Linked DNA regions of Mus musculus: region 2 is linked to region 1. A link is a contact called in public HiChIP or PLAC-seq data. All regions are on one chromosome and are shown on one strand. The core of a region is the stretch at or near the end of the contact, and the rest is flanking DNA. Distances in the headings are between cores, read along the strand shown.

Region 1 (7,752 bases), core at 3,422-5,921:
AGTCATTGACAGTGAGCTTTGTGTTGATATCTGATTCCAGTTTTAGCCCCAGATCTTGCTTCTGATCTGCCAAGGAGGGAGCAAGCTGTACTACAAGCCCCCACTGCCATGGACAGGCCCTGCTCTTGCCACTAGGCTCTCCCACCATTAGAGCCTTGATGTCACTTGAAACCATGAGCTGGAATAACAAACTTAGCCTGCTGAAGCCACTGCTGCCTGGAATTTTGTCACAACCTTGAGAAAAGTAATAAACACAGTGGCTTAAGATAACACAAATGTGCCTGTGTGTCTGTGGGTTAGAAGTTCCACAGAGGTATCATGGGGCTAAAGCCAAGGTCCAGGTAAAAGTGTGTCCCTTTCAGAGGAGAGAGAAGAATCTGTTGTCTATTTTTCCTGGGGACTGCCCATGGTCCTTGGCTTATGGATCTTCCTCCTCTTCAAAACCAGCAATGTTGGGTAGTATCCTGACATTGTCTCACTCTGACTCACTCCCAGTTTCCCTTTTCTACTCCCCCCCCCCCCCGAGACAGGGTTTCTCTGTGTAGCCTTGGCTGTCCTGGAACTCACTTTGTAGACCAGGCTGGCCGCAAACTCAGAATTCCACTGACTCTGCCTCCCAAGTGCTGGGATTAAAGGTGTGCACCACCACTGCCCGGCTTCCGTCTTCTAACTTTTAAGGACCTTGTGATGGCAAGCGAGGTAATCCCTCATAATCCTCTCATTTGAAGACCTATTGATTAGCAGCTGTCATGGCGTTTTGTCAGGTATTCTATTGCAGGTCCCTTGAAAATGAGTTGGCCTTCAAACCCCCAGCACCTCAGAATGCAGCCTTGTTTGGAAAGAGAATCATTTCATGGGGATCTTGTTGCTGTTTTGTTTGTTGGTTTGTCTGTTTGACAAGAAGAGGCTCATACTGGAGCAAATGACTCCTGAATCAATCAGGCTGGTGTCGTCAACACACTGCCATGGGAAGGTGCAGGCACCTGGGTGCATGCCATATGAAGACAGAAACAGACTGGAGCAATGCCTCTAAAAAGCCAGAGAACTTAGGAACTATAAGACATCAGAAAAAGAAAGAAAGGAACCCCTTACCCCTGTAGGTACTCTGACAGAAGCATAGTCCATCAACACTTTGAGGTCAGACAGAGAGCCTTTAGAACTGCAAGATGACAAGCTTGTTTGTTTGTTTGTTTGTTTGTTTGTTTAAGAGTCTAAGCTTGTGGTGCCTTCTTATAGCAGTACTAGGGGGTGGATAAGCTATTTGAGGTAATGGTGCCAGCTTCCAAGATGTGAATATGTCTTTAAACATGTATAACTTTATAACCATAGTGGCTGTTATCTTGACAGGACAGTAGAGGAATTCTATGCATTTGCTCCAGTCTTTATTTTTAAATATGGCTTATATGGCAAATAGCTTTCATGTATGGAGATAATATCTACCCTGGAATGAAAGAGGTTTTTTTGTTTTAATTTGAATTTTGTTGTAGTTACTCTCAGTGAAATAAAGAGTTGCCTCTCTGGGGGCAAAGCCCAAGTGATCTACTATCACCAGAAACCACTCCTCTGATCGTAACAAAATGACCCACTGGTGGGGTGGATGTCAGCTAGTCCCCTTGCGATGCCCTGTGGGACTTGAGACCTTGGAAACTGAAAGTGAGGGAACACTGGTTAGTTTTCAAGCATAGTGAATCTCAAACCGTGGACAGGTCTTGGCATAGAATCTGTGTCATAGATGAGTCAAGCAGGAAGTTGGCTAAGTGGAAGAGAGACTCCAGTGAGTCTCTGTCATTGAACGAGTTAGCATGGCCCAGGAGGACGACCTTGGCTTGCCTACTCTTGTCACCGCCTGCTCACCCCCTTCAGCCTCCAAGTAGAGCTCCTGAACGTCAAGCATCGATGTTATAGAGGATGTTAGAGGTACACCGTGAGGCCATGCCTTAGACTTACTGAGTGGAACACTCCAGCTGAGCCAGCATCTGTGTTTCTGTTAGCCTTTTGGGAAACACTGGCCTGTCTAGCACTGCATGATCCCCTTTGGTGGTCTTGGTGAGTGCAAATGGGAGTGTTTAGAGGGAGTCTGAAGTCAAGTATGAACTATAAGAGCAAGACCTTTGCCTGGCCATCGTGATTCCTCGGACTCATTCAGTGAAACGTGGCAGGGTCTCTGTGCTTTCCTAGACCATCACCCTCTACCCGCTTACTCCAGGGAAGAGCAGACCTTTTGCTGAGATTACATCACCATTTTAGTCTGCTCTGTGTTGCTGAAACAGACTCCTACTAGCTTAGTAATTAATAAAGGAAAACAATTACTGCTCGTAGTTCAGGAAGTGGGAAGTCTGGTGTGGGGGTAGAGGTGGGGCTTTATCTAGAGACAGTCTCTGTGCTTGCTTATTGCATGATGTAATATAATACCGAGCGATGTGAGGTGGGAGGCAGAGAGAGAAGTGAAGCAGCCAAACTCACACTTTCATTTTTTATTAATTAAAAATCTACTTATGCCCACCCAGAGATACTGGCATTGCCCATCCAGGAGGACAGATTTCTCAGGACTCCTTTCCTTCTCCGAGGTACCATCTCCTTGGTGGACACAACTGGGCTGCAGCAATCAGCTTCAGCATTTTTTGTCTGTTTGATGCTCCAATCACAAGGAGGCAGGCTTGGGCTTCCAGGCTCCACTATACCCTAGGGAAAGAAAGAGGTGGAAAGGAGGGGGAGGATGATTTCTGGGGCTGGAGCCTGACTTTGCCCCTAAGTAAAAGTGAGCTGAGAAATCTGCAGACAGGTTTAACCCTGTCCTCACACTTGGAGGGGGCCTGCTGCTTGTCTGCTGATCTTTCTCGGGAGACTGATGGACGTATGCATGCATGCGTAGGGTATTCATGCATGCATATGTGTGAGTGTGTGTGTGTGTGTGTGTGTGTGTGTACAAAAGCGATGGATGTTCTTGATGGAAGAGTGCAATGTTTCATACTTGTGGATAAAGTTGCCACTTGTAGGAAGTAAAAATGAAGTCTTCGGCAATCACTGAAAGGCAGCATAGTAGAGGAACAAGCAAATCCTGAGCGATCCCACAGGACTTCTTTTCTACCAGGCTTTTCCTCTTTCCATTTCCAGGCAAATCACAGCGTTGGAAAACACTCTCATCACTACACCGAGAGCCTTCCAATGGAGACTTAACAGAATGCCAACTGCAGCAACAGAAGGAAAAACTTGGGTAGCAAGAAAGCGCGTCCATATTCTTCCGTTCAGTTATAATGAGGGGTTTGAAGGTATCAGATCCTGCCCGGCATGGGCCTGACATCCCAAGAGACAGGTACAATTTCTGTTCCCAGCTTTGCTCCATCTTCTAGCCAGCTCATCCTGGAAACAAAATTTCTGTTTTCTGGGGGATGTGCATTAACCCCGATCACCTCTGAGCTTCCCAGGATTCACCGTAGGCCCCTTTATGCTGCCCAGTGGATGCTTGCGTGGACTATTTATACATACTTTGATGGCTTTTCACCAATGGACCAAACAGCTCTCCTCAAATATGAATACGCTTTCTCAAAACTTAATTCTCCTGACTAGATTTTAGGTATCCCCCATCAACAGGTAAATCTCAAAATCTGCCAAAGGAACTCCCTGTACATAATCAAGGTGATTATATTCAAATCCCACCTTGTGAGAACGTGTATGTTTGGCCCCCAATGCAGCCTTCATAGGGTACCATATGGATATGAGGATGGGCTCAAGCACAGCAAAGGGATCCCCTGAACTGCCCATACCTGAGCAGAGAGGGACACGGCCCATAGACGTCATACAGTGTCATACAGTGGGGTTCCAGAAGCGTGATCCTTGAAGGAGTTGCAACCATTCAGCTCCTCCCCCACAGGAAGCGACAGGCAGTTGTGGGTCTCTGAGGGAAGAAGGCCACCTGCCCTTATCTGTGTTTTTACTTGGGCACTGCTTAGCATTAAACCTGGCTTCAAATGTCATTGGGAAAAAAAAAGTAGGCCAAGGCCAGGAAGAGGAGGTGTCAGTTGTGATCTGTTGAGAGGAGAAGGAAGGCTTAGACAAAGCAGGAGACTTGGACACCCAGAAGGGTTTGGAAGCCACTGGAGAGTAGCCATTAGGCTTGTGCTTGTCCTTAATGCTTACAGCATCCTCATCCCTGATTCCAGTAGTTCACCATGCCTACAGCATCCTCATCCCTGATTCCAGTAGTTCACCATGCTTACAGCATCCTTACTCCTGGTTCCAATAGTTCACCACACTTACAGCATCCTCACTCAGACCAGACTCTGAGTCTTACACCAGGAAATCACTCTCATCCTAGTCCAGCCTCTGAATACCCCACATGACTTCCAGGAGGCCTCAGCTTCTTACCTGAAACAGTTTTAGTTTGGAGTGCCCTTAGACTTTTCTATTCTCTATTCTAGGTCCTTTTCTATTGGAACAGTCTCTTCTTAGCGGTGGTCTCTCATCCTTGTCCCCAGGTCAGAGACCATAGTCATTAGGATGCCAACGTCTCTACCAAAAACCTATTGTCCAGAAGACTAAGTGCCCATAACCTTGGCCCTCACCCTCACTTGTATGGTTTCTCTTCCTCCCTGTCCTCTGCTCCTTACATAGCCCTGACCTTACACCTTGAGCCCAAGAGCTCTCTCGTGACTTGTTTATGGAAATCAGGGTGTGGCTAACTGATACCTTGCCATATGTCCATCTAGAATCATCCACCATACAGCTCACCCCCTTGTCATCTTCTTACTTCAATAGTTCAACAAATGCCTACAGCCCCCTTGAGTGTGAGACTATGGCAATGAAGTGTGTGTGTGAGAGAACAGAGAGGCTTTTACATCCAGTAAAGAGTGTTTGGAGTCAGGGGCACTTGAGCACATAGATGTCAAAGCTACGTAAAATTAGAGTGGAGCTTGAACCCTTTGGATGGCATGTCTATGACATCATCAGCGGACTTAAGAAGCTGATTAACTTGTTAATCTATGTCTGCAATTTATCGACACAGTCACAGTCTTTGTCTGTTCCACAGAATCTTCTGTCAGCAGAATCGTCTTATTCCTAGTCTTACTGCTCCATGACCTCTAGTGGTAGAAAGGGGTTCTGCCATTGATAAAGAAATCTACTTTCTTGTGGCTTCCCTGAATCTCTCAACCACCTCTCCACTTTCACTCCCATTGAATAGCATGACTGTTTCTTTGTCAAAACCCCTGTTCTGACTGGTCTTGTGACACAAGCTGGAGTTATCACAGAGAAAGGAGACTCCCTTGAGGAAATGCCTCCATGAGATCTGGCTGTAAGGCATTTTTATCAATTAGTGATCAAGGGTAGGAGGGCCTAATGTGGTTGGTGCCATCCCTGGGCTGGTAGTCTATTAAAATAGCAAGCTGAGCAAGCCAGGCGAAAGCAAGCCAGTAAAGAAAATCCCTCCATGGTCTCAGCATCAGCTCCTGCTTCCTGACCTGCTTGAGTCCCAGTCCTGACTTCCTTTGGTGATGAACAGCAACATGGAAGTGTAAACTGAATAAATCCTTTGCTCCCCCAACTTGCTTCTTGGTCATGATGTTTGTGCAGGAATAGAAAACCAGACTAAGACAACCCTCATCACAGTTACTAGTCCCAGAAATAGAGCCACAGTACACCTCTGACTCAGCTGGCTGCAAACTCACCTTGACCTGCTGGGGGAAGTATCTTAGCTCTTAATTATAAGGACCGCTGCCACTGAGGCTATCTTTAAGCTGTGGTCTTGCTAAGCTCTCTCTGATGGCAGTTATGTGATATAGCACATGTCCTTACTACTGAGGCCAATTTGTGTATTTTCCTGTTGTGTTGTTGTTGTTGTTAGCATAAGTCTCATCGATCCCAATTGGCCTCAGTAGATGGTTGAGCATGCCCTTGAGCTTTTGAATCTCTGGCTTTCACTGTCAGGATGATGTAGGATGAGTCCTGCTATTACAGGCATGCGTCACCATCCTTGGTTTATGCAATTTTTGAATCCAGAGTCTTGTGCATACTAGGCAAGCACTCTACCACTGAGTTACACTCCCACCCCTTACTGCTTGTGGTTTTTAAAGTACGGGTGTTCTTACAGTTCCATGCTGAGTCTGGATCCTAAGGTACTTCCAGGGCATATGCTGCAGAACCACTCTCCTTCCTTCATGGAACAGTGGATGGTGTTGTAGCCATGTAGTCTAAGACACAAGGCTCCTTGTAGACAGTTCTGATGAACCATGTCTACACACATTTAGCCAAAGGAGCTATCACAGTAATAGTTCAAAGCCAGGCAAGCCCCCAGACCTAGCTTTGAGAAGCATGGTCTAGGTGAGATGTTAGAAAGGAACTAACTAGTCTGAACAGAAAGTTCACATCCATAATTTCCAGCCACTGCCCTGAATCAACCTCTTCTGTAAAAAATCCACTCTGCCTAAGCTGTTCCTCCAGCACTGTCATCTGCTCCCTCCTCCTTCACCAAATCTCCGATGTAGCTCCCTGTCTCCACCAGTGAACCTTCCCTAAGCATCTTCAGGTCACACCTGCAATGTGCCACCTTGCCTTTTGCCACCCGGGAAATACCAGCTATAACCAGCCCTTGCTTTGCTTCCTGGGGCCTCCATGTTCGAATAAAATAGAATAAAACTTGTCTGTTCTTTCAAGCTTGGATTTGGTGGGACATGGAGCTTTGGAAAGAAGTGGAGAGGGGAGGAGAGAGCCCCTGCTTGGGAGGGAGAAGAGAAGAAGGAAGCATACAGGATAGGTCTTCAGTACCACTATGGATGCTCAGCCCCAAGCCAGAGCACAGGAGCAAATGTTTCCCTTCCTTTTCAGACAGCCCTTCCCAGCAGTAGCTAGGGAGAGCTAACAGTTAACACTGTTCTTGCAAGGCCACCCCCAGGCTGCCCAATTCTGCTTTAAGGCACTACTCAGGACTTCTGGGAGTAGCCTGCTAGGCTGGCCACTTAGATAACCAGAGCTATCAACAACACGGCATCCAACAGCATATGTTCTTTCTCCTTATCTCACATTTTTGCAAGCTTTCTTGATCCCAAATTCTCTCATAAAGCTGGATGAACCCAACCCATGGATGGGTGGATATATGAAAGAACTAAACGTGACATGGACCAATCAATATTCAGCCTTAAAAGAGGAGGAAGGTGGTACCTGTTACACAGATGAACCTGGAGAGTGATGTGTTAAGTGAAATAAACCAGGCATACAAAGAAAAATACTGTATATTCTAGTTACAGGGGCTTGACGGAGATATATTCACAGAAATGAGAATAGTGGTTACCAGGGACTGGGGGGAGGGTGAATCGGGAGCTGGCATTTAATAGGACAGAATTAGGGTTCCCGGTAACGAAAAGTTCCTGGGGCAAATGGTGTGAATGCACCTGACATCACTGAACTGTAAGCCTGGGAAGGGATGAAACTGTAAACTAAATGCCCTGTGTAACTTGCCATGGTGGAAACAGGGCTTTGAATCAGCAGACACACCGTTGTGTTAAAGCAACTGCTGATAGTAGAGACTCACTCATCCAACAAGTACCCAGAATACCTACTGTGTTGTGAGGCAGGCCAGCCCTGCTCCAGGAGCCACAGCACAGCTGGATGATAGTCCTAGCCCTGCATCCACCTGTATTCCACAGATCCACCTTTATTCTAGTGGAGAACATTGGAGGTGGACAGAAAAAAAATCAATAGCTTGGGATATTGTGGTACCATATAGAGAACAAAGGTAGGAACGACATGGCAGAAGGATCA
Region 2 (7,752 bases), core at 1,792-4,291, 310 kb before region 1:
GTGGCTCTGGTATCTCTTGGCGTCTCCTAGGCAACTTCAACTTCACAGCTTTTTGTTCCAATGTCTGGGATCCACACATGGTCTTCTAGATTCCTCTGAAGACTTGAGTCACATTTCCAGCTCTGTGCTCTGTAGTACATCAGGGTCTGGTTGACTCTACTCCTGATTCTGTTCAGGGCAGCTGTGAATAGCTTAGTTAGTACAGAGCTTGCTTCTGATCCTCAGAACCCATAATGAAAAATCAAGCATAGTGGTGTGCAACTGCAATTCCAGAGCGGGAATGTAGAGGCAGATAGATTCCTGGGGTGTGCTGACTAGCCAACCCAGCCACCCTACCCTACTCAGTGAGTTTCATGTCAATGAACACTCAACTCTCTCCGAAAAAAAAAAAAAAAAGGCAGACAGCTCCTGAAGAAAAACAGTCAAGACTGACTTTTCTGTTACACACATACTCATGTACTGGTACACACACACACACACACACACACACACACACACACAAACACACACACACACACACACAGACACAGAGAGACAGAGACAGAGAGACAGAGTCAGAACAACAGAGAGTTACAAATCCCCGGACATGTAGTATGAGGAGGTGGGGGGGGGGTGGTTCTTTGGAAGGTCATTAAATCACAGTAGTGGGCACACATCACACATGAATGGGATTAGTGTCTGTAAAAATAGGTATACAGGGTCTTTCTTGCTCTTCATGCTATGTGGGGGCACAGTGAGAAAATGGCTATCTATGAGCCAGGATATGTATCTTCCCCATATATAAAACACAGCAGCATCTCCAGCTTATACTTCTAGCTTCCAAAACTGTGAGAAATAAATGTGTTATTCAAGCCACACAGGTGATGCGTTCTGTTACAGAAGCCAGAATTCTAAGTGATAAACAGAACAAGAACTGCAGTGTGTGCCTTTGAGTTGTTAAACATGCCAGGCTTAAGTCATAGATAATAAAATAATGTTTCAAATATACCTACTCAGGCAGAAAACTCCACTTTACCTTATTCTGAGTTTGATTCTTAGAACTTTTATTTGGCAGCACAGACTGTAGCAGGAGATGGCCAAGAAGCAGAGATTTCAATATATATTTAAAGATATGTTACCAGGAAGGAAGCTGTTCTTCTCAGAGGTCTCCTGGATAACCTAAGGTTGAGTTTCTACCCTAAGGCACCACCAATCCATGAGGACATTTCAGTGATATCATGGTGTTCTCTATTGCACCTGGCAACAACTTCAGAAGGTAAACCTCACTGTTTACATTGGACCCTGTCATTTTTAACCAAAGAAGCTAAAGGGTCAATGTGACACCACAGAAGCCAAAACAATGGGACACACAGGCCAATGTGATGTCACATAGTCCAATACAATGGGAGACACACACAGGCCAATGTGATGTCACAGAAGCTAGTGCAGTGGAATACATAGGCCAATCTAATATCACAGAAGCCAGTGCAATGGAAAATACTGGGTCAGTGTAATAGTACAGAGGCCATTGCAACAGGACACACAGACCAAGTCATGTCTCAAAGGCCAGTTTAATTTTTCAATTTTCTTTTTCTGTTCCAGATGACTGGGTCACTCAACTCTTCAATCCTGTCTGATGTATCATTTTACTAGGAAAATGGATTCTTTTTCATGTCCACAACCTGGACTGTGTCAGGAAAAAGGCACTGTCCAGACGCAGTAACTTGTCACAAAGTTCAGATGTTGTTCTTTTCTGTTTGTGAGGCCCTAAATGAGAGTTATGAACTTTATCTTTACCTCTGTCTCTCATCCATCTGACCCCGTGGGAGGCATTACACAGATTGGCTTTGGTGACTATCTGGTGAAAATGGAATTCCCAAGGCTCAGAATAGGTTAGAGGTCAACCGATGGAAACTAGAAGCAGAGAACAAACTGGCTTCCAAGCTTAGACTAGAGTATTAGCAGGGATACAGGTACAGTAACAGAGCATAGGAAGGAATAAGGAGCAGATTTCTGTAACTGTTCAGGAACAGGGAGGATCATAATAACATGGAGCCTTCCTGTGAACCTTGAAAGATGATGGGTATATTGACAAAGGCAACAGTTGCTTTCTGGTTCAGAAAATCTTCAAACTGGGAATACAGTTCTCAGCTAAGCTACTGATTGAGTTACATAGACTTGGGGACTTTTGGGAATATTTTACTCATACAAGTAATTCAAGATAAAGAAGAGGATAGGGTAATTACAAAATGAGCTGGGCATGCTATGTAAGAAGGGGTGTATATATGTGGGTGTGTATGTATACGTGCATGTACTTTTGGTTTGCGGGTGCTAGTGTGTATGTAAGTATGGATATGTTAGGTAGAAGTGTGTGTTTATGGAGTATGTAAGACTGTGTGTGATTGAGTGCTGTAGCGTGCTAGAAGTTTCGATGTGTGATAGCCTCATGAATTTGAATGTGAGTGTGCATGTGAGTACATGGATCTGGTAGGTATATGTTTGTTGGAGATGGTGAGCGTGTGAATGTTGAATAGATTATCCAAAAACAGCACTTATTGCAAGCAGCAATCAGGACTGTACCAAGAAATGAGTAGGTGAAACTAACTTCACTCTTTACTTCCAAACAGATATCCTATGGTTGATCACAGATATTCTGTTCTGATCACACGGATTTTCTCTTCTCTATTAGAGGAAGACATCCTAGCATGTAATTGCTTCATGGGAATTCGCCTTGCTATATCCACACCTTGTACTTAAGTCAATGGTTTAAGTGGATGGAGACAAAAAAGGTCTGCTTTCTCTACCTTGACTTTTTGATACTTTAATCATGCAGTTATTGGGAAGGGTGTCAAAGCTGTTTGGTGGGTAGTAGGCTATTTTATATGACTAAAAACTGTCTATCAAATGAGAATGAAGTCTTTAGGGCAGACCACAAGTCTTCAAAAGTTATTTTTCAAGGTGTAACAAATCAAGTTATATCAAAAGCTGAGCTACTCCACAGTGGTGGAGGAGGGAGGGTTGTTCATATTCAAGTATAAAGAGTTCTTAGTTCAAAGAAGCAGGTGTATATGTAAAAGTTACACTAACCCATTTAACTGCCATTTCCTGTGGACTCCTAGATGTCCCTGTTCTTAGGTTAGAAATATGTGCATACTGATCTCAGGAAGACAACATTACTTGGTATAATTCAGTGACAGTTCAGTGTGATAACTGAGAGACCTCGGAACATTTGAAAATACAGCATTTGCATCATTAACCGTCTAAAATGTTTTCTGTCCTATTATCTTTGTAATGTTTTTCTGCTTCTATTTAATTTAATTGAGTTATTTATCTGTGCAATGCTTTGGTCATAGACCTTAAGAATTATCTGTGGGATGTAGAGGCAGCTCAGTCAGTTAAATACTTGTCCTGCAAGCATGAGGACCTAAATTCCATCTCTAGAACCCACACTTACTAAGGCAAACCAGACCAAACACAACAAAACAAGAAATCAATAATGATGGATCTCACCGGTTATCAATCTCAGCACAAAAGAGATGGAGACAGGCCAGTTTGAAGCACATGTGGTAACTACCTCTTTCTTCAGGATTCCCATGTCCTCAAGAACATTTCCTAAGCTGCAGGTTATGTTTATTCAACAGGCTACGGACAAGGTTATCCCTGAGATCCGTTTCAGCTCTGAGGCTTCCAGAACATTCCATCAGGACTTATTGGGCTCTTCTGTCTTTGCTTTCTCCCTCCAGTCCCAACACGGTGTGTTCCAATGATGGACAGACTCCTCCCAGCAGTAGGGACCCTGGGATCAAACCGGTAGCTCACGGTGATTTTTGTGTAAGGACTGTGGCTATTCTGTGAGTGGACTGGAAGATTTTGAAATTTATCCCGCGGTCCCCAGTTTTCCCTAATGTTTTACTACAAGTCTTTTTGTTCCTGATTTCACGTAGAATTAGTCATCTGGAAGAGGTAGACAATGTATCCTCCATCCATATCCCTTATGAATGAGGGTCAGTAGGTGTGGCCAAATAGAGGCAAAGACATACATCCACTTTCTCCTTTTCTGATATGTTCTTCTAGTCTCAGTATCTAGACCAAATCTTGGGGTTTTTCAAATCCCCAGCCTTGTGTATTTTCATCATGTGTCACTTTTGGCAGACTTGAATTGTTCTGGTAGTATCCTAAACTTAGTGAACTGACTTGTCCTCACACCACCTGTACTAGTTGATTTTGTGTGTCAACTTGAAACAAGCTGGAGTTATCATAAAGAAAGGATTGTCAGCTGAGGAAATGCCTCCATGAGAGGCATTAGTGATCAGGGGGCCCTTTGCCCTTTCTGGGTGTTGCCATCCCTGGGCTGGTAGACTTCTATAAGAAAGCAAGCCAAGCAAGGCAGAGGACGCAAGACAGTAAGTAACATCCCTTCATGGCCTCTGCATCAGCTCCTGCTTCCTAACCTGCTTGAGTTCCAGTCCTGACTTCCTTTGGTGATGAACAGCAATGTAGGAAGTGTAAGCTGAATAAATCCTTTCCTCCCCCAATTTGCTTCTTGATCATAATATTTTGTGCAGGAATAGAAACTCTGACTAAGACAAATTGGCACCAGCATAGTGGGGTATTCCTGTAACAACCTGACCATGTTTTGGGGACTGTGGAAGGACCTTGGAACTTTGGGTTTGAAGAGCCATTGGGTGTTAAGAGCTCTGTGGGATGTTCTGTAGGAGCTTGGAAGATAATGTTGAGAGCAGTGCAAATGATGAAGGTCTGGCTTGTGAAATTTCAGAGGGAAGATTAAAGACTCTTATCAGGGCCATTGCTATTTTGATTGTAAAGATTCTGTAGTTTTGGTTAGCTGGGGCTGAAGAATCAGCTGTGATTAACAAGAGACCAGAACTACTAAAGCAGAACCTTTGCATTACTGGGGCTGTTGATGCTGGTTAACTGGAGTTAAGAAATTAGCAGTGATGAAGAAGAGACCAGCATCAATAAGTTGAAATCTTCTGGGAAGTGTTTCCTGAGAGCACAGAGAAGCTGTGTTCCAGAGGCAGCCACGGTAGTACCTCATGCTGCAGCTGAACTTGGTAATGTGTAAGAATCACCCAGGTGGTACTGGTTTTGAAACGTGAAGATGTAGCATATGATGATTGGCACTGTGAGAGGCCAGGAGAAACCATTGGTGAAGGTGCAGCCTCAGTGGCTGTTGAAAGCCCAGGACTGAAGGAGTCAATCAGGGAAGTTGAGGCTTAGTACCATTAAAAGAGCCTATGAGAGGCTATTTGTAAAAGTGCAGTCCATTTACAGTGGAAGACAGCAGTGTTTTGGAGATGCCAGTACCATAAGATGACCACCAAGAGCAGCAGCAGCAGTGGAGTACGGGCAGCTGGAGCCTAGAAAACAAGCTGTGTGCTACAAATGGCAGAGCTGGAGAAGTGATCCAAGCCCTTGGAGGAACCTAGAATACTGTGAGTGGGTCCCAGACATTGGATGGCTAGAATTTGATTTTGCTTTTAATTGTGACTGTGCCCTGATATTTTAGTGGAGCCCACAATTAAGAGACTTTGAATTGTAAAAAGACTTTGAGTTTTAAAAGGCTTTGGATATTTTAAAGGGATTGGAATTTTAATATGTAAAGACTGTGGGACTTTTAACGTTATTTAGGTCTTGGGGATGAATAAGAAAGTAAGAATTAAGGCTTAATAGTGATGTGTTTGTGTGTCAAGTTGACAAGGGGTCAATTGTATTGGCTGGTTTTGTGTGTCAACTTGACACAAGCTGGAGTTATCATAAAGAAAGGAGCCTCCCTTGAAGAAATGCCTCCATAAGATTCAGTTGTAAGGCATTTTCTCAATTAGTGATCTAGGGTGGGAGGGCCCATTGTGGGTAGTGCCATCGCTGGGCTGGTAGTCCCCGGTTCTATAAGAAAACAAGCTGAGCAAGCCAATAAGTAACAACCCTCCATGGCCTCTGCATCAGCTTCTGCTTCTTGACCTGTTTGAGTTCCAGTTCTGACTTCCTTTGATGATGAACAGCAATGTGGAAGTGTAAGCTGAATAAATCCTTTCCTCCCCAACTTGCTTCTTGGTCATGATGTTTTGTGCAGGAATAGGAACCCTGACTAAGACACCACCTAACTTGAACATCAAGAGTCACTTTCTTAGGAATTCCCCAGTGGAGACATCTGATGTTTCCCATCCCCTGCTATAAATTTTGTAGAATGAGGGTGACTCTGAAATTTTTCATACTTCTACCATTGCTTCTTGAGTACCTGGTATATCTTTTGTAGCTGGAGTCATTCAGTAAGTATCCCAGAATAACTACCATTATTCCTATTTTTCAAATATCTTTCTTAATTTTCCTATAATGCCTCCAACTCTCAGGGATAAAGAAAGAGTCAACATTTTTGTTGCTACCAAGTAGACTTTTTCTGTTCAGTTTCTTCGACTTCAATGTCAGCTTTTGTTTTCATAGTGAGTACTGAGTTTCCTAGTCATTCTAGACTGAACACACTGAGGCCAGTTAAGTCCACTATCGTAAATCTTTCAATGTTCCCTTTGAATGAAAAACTTTCCCCTTGTTCCTGTAGCCCACCTGACCCTTGCCTGTGTGTAGTTGGTCATCAGAGGTTGTCTTGAGCTGATGATGACATGAGACATTATCCATCTCCAAAATGCATTCTTGTAGTTTTGTTTTGTTTTCAAGAGTTGTAGCTTTGGCATTCCTCTCCTGGAACATTCTCATAGAACTTTTGAGATGGGAAGTATTTTACAGCGTGTATTCCTTTTGTAAAATAACCAGTCTCCCTACAGATATAACAAAAGCAGGAGGCTCTAGATGAGAAGATAAGGTGTCTGGTGGTATCATGTCTGAATGAGAAATGCCCCCCATAGGCTTAGGTATTTGAACACTTGGTGGTATCGTGTCTGAATGAGAAATGTCCCCCATAGGCTTGGGTATTTGAACACTTGGTCTCCAGTTGGTGGCGCTTTGGAAAGATGTTTAGGAGGTGTGGTCTTGCAGGAAGAAGTATGTCACTGGGGATGGGCTTTGAGAGTTACAGCCTTATACCATCTCCAGTTTGCTCCATCTGCTTCATGCTTGCTGTTAAAGATGTGATCTTTAAGCTTCCTGGTCTTGCCACCGTGTCTGCCCCACTTACTACCATGCTTCTGCCCAGCTATGGTGGATCCTTAACTCTCTGGAACTGTAAGACAAAATAAACTCTCCCATAAGTTATTTCTGGTCACATGTGGTGCGTATGAGCAGTGCATTAGGCTTGCTCACTGGCCTTGCCCCTCTTCTTGTCCTCTAATTCTACGATTGTCCTCCATACCTGTATGAGTGAGACCACTCCTTTCTGGGGTTCAGAAACAGTTTAGTTCAATTACAATCATTTCTGTCAAAATAGTTTTCAGACATTAACTTTGGACATTTTAGTCAATAGACTTTTTTTTTTTTTAAAAAGATTTATTTTATGTTCAGTTACATGTTTATGTGGTGGTATGTGCCTATAAGTGAAGGTGCCTGCAGGTGCCAGGAAACAGTGTCAGATTGTATGCAGGAAGCCCAGGAGAGCTCAAGACCTCGGTGTCCACTGCGACTTTGCATAAGAATCCTTTATTACGAGTCTTGACCTGGATCACAAACTTTCCCACAGCATAGGTCAGGAGTATGACCACGAGCTTGGGTGTCTTGGCACTTAGATACAGGGTAGTTAGAAATTCTTTGACTGCTTAGAGTGAAGGGGAGGGAAGGCTGCTGAGGTAAGTCATAACTCAGACA

The links. HiChIP or PLAC-seq counts read pairs in DNA pulled down with a chosen protein or histone mark.
Region 2: a contact with region 1 is called in an H3K27ac HiChIP or PLAC-seq map of T-cell acute lymphoblastic leukemia, with 3 times the contacts expected there. The contact joins two enhancer-like sites. A contact is called at or near these places in 2 of 15 datasets of contacts at CTCF or cohesin (the NIH/3T3 cell line and stem cell-derived epiblast-like cells), 20 of 484 Hi-C or Micro-C datasets (CD8 T cells, the HPC-7 cell line, MC3T3-E1-derived osteoblasts and 11 more) and 1 of 115 datasets of contacts at active chromatin or transcription factors (T-cell acute lymphoblastic leukemia).

Annotation. Positions count from the first base shown.
Region 1 is chr1:43,296,975-43,304,726 of GRCm38.p6, reverse strand. LOC115487086 (a long non-coding RNA gene) reads left to right here. Exons shown (of 3, transcript XR_003947810.1): 2 at 3,115-3,313. Among named protein-coding and RNA genes, the nearest start is that of Gm29040, 40 kb to the right of the region's middle. Within about 2 kb of position 4,671, at least 20 of the 459 cell types and tissues checked have an H3K27ac peak or open chromatin away from gene starts, as enhancers often do. A contact at or near this core is called in T-cell acute lymphoblastic leukemia, where this site is marked.
Region 2 is chr1:43,601,565-43,609,316 of GRCm38.p6, reverse strand. No RefSeq gene overlaps it. Among named protein-coding and RNA genes, the nearest start is that of Gm38628, 75 kb to the left of the region's middle. Within about 2 kb of position 3,041, at least 11 of the 459 cell types and tissues checked have an H3K27ac peak or open chromatin away from gene starts, as enhancers often do. A contact at or near this core is called in T-cell acute lymphoblastic leukemia, where this site is marked.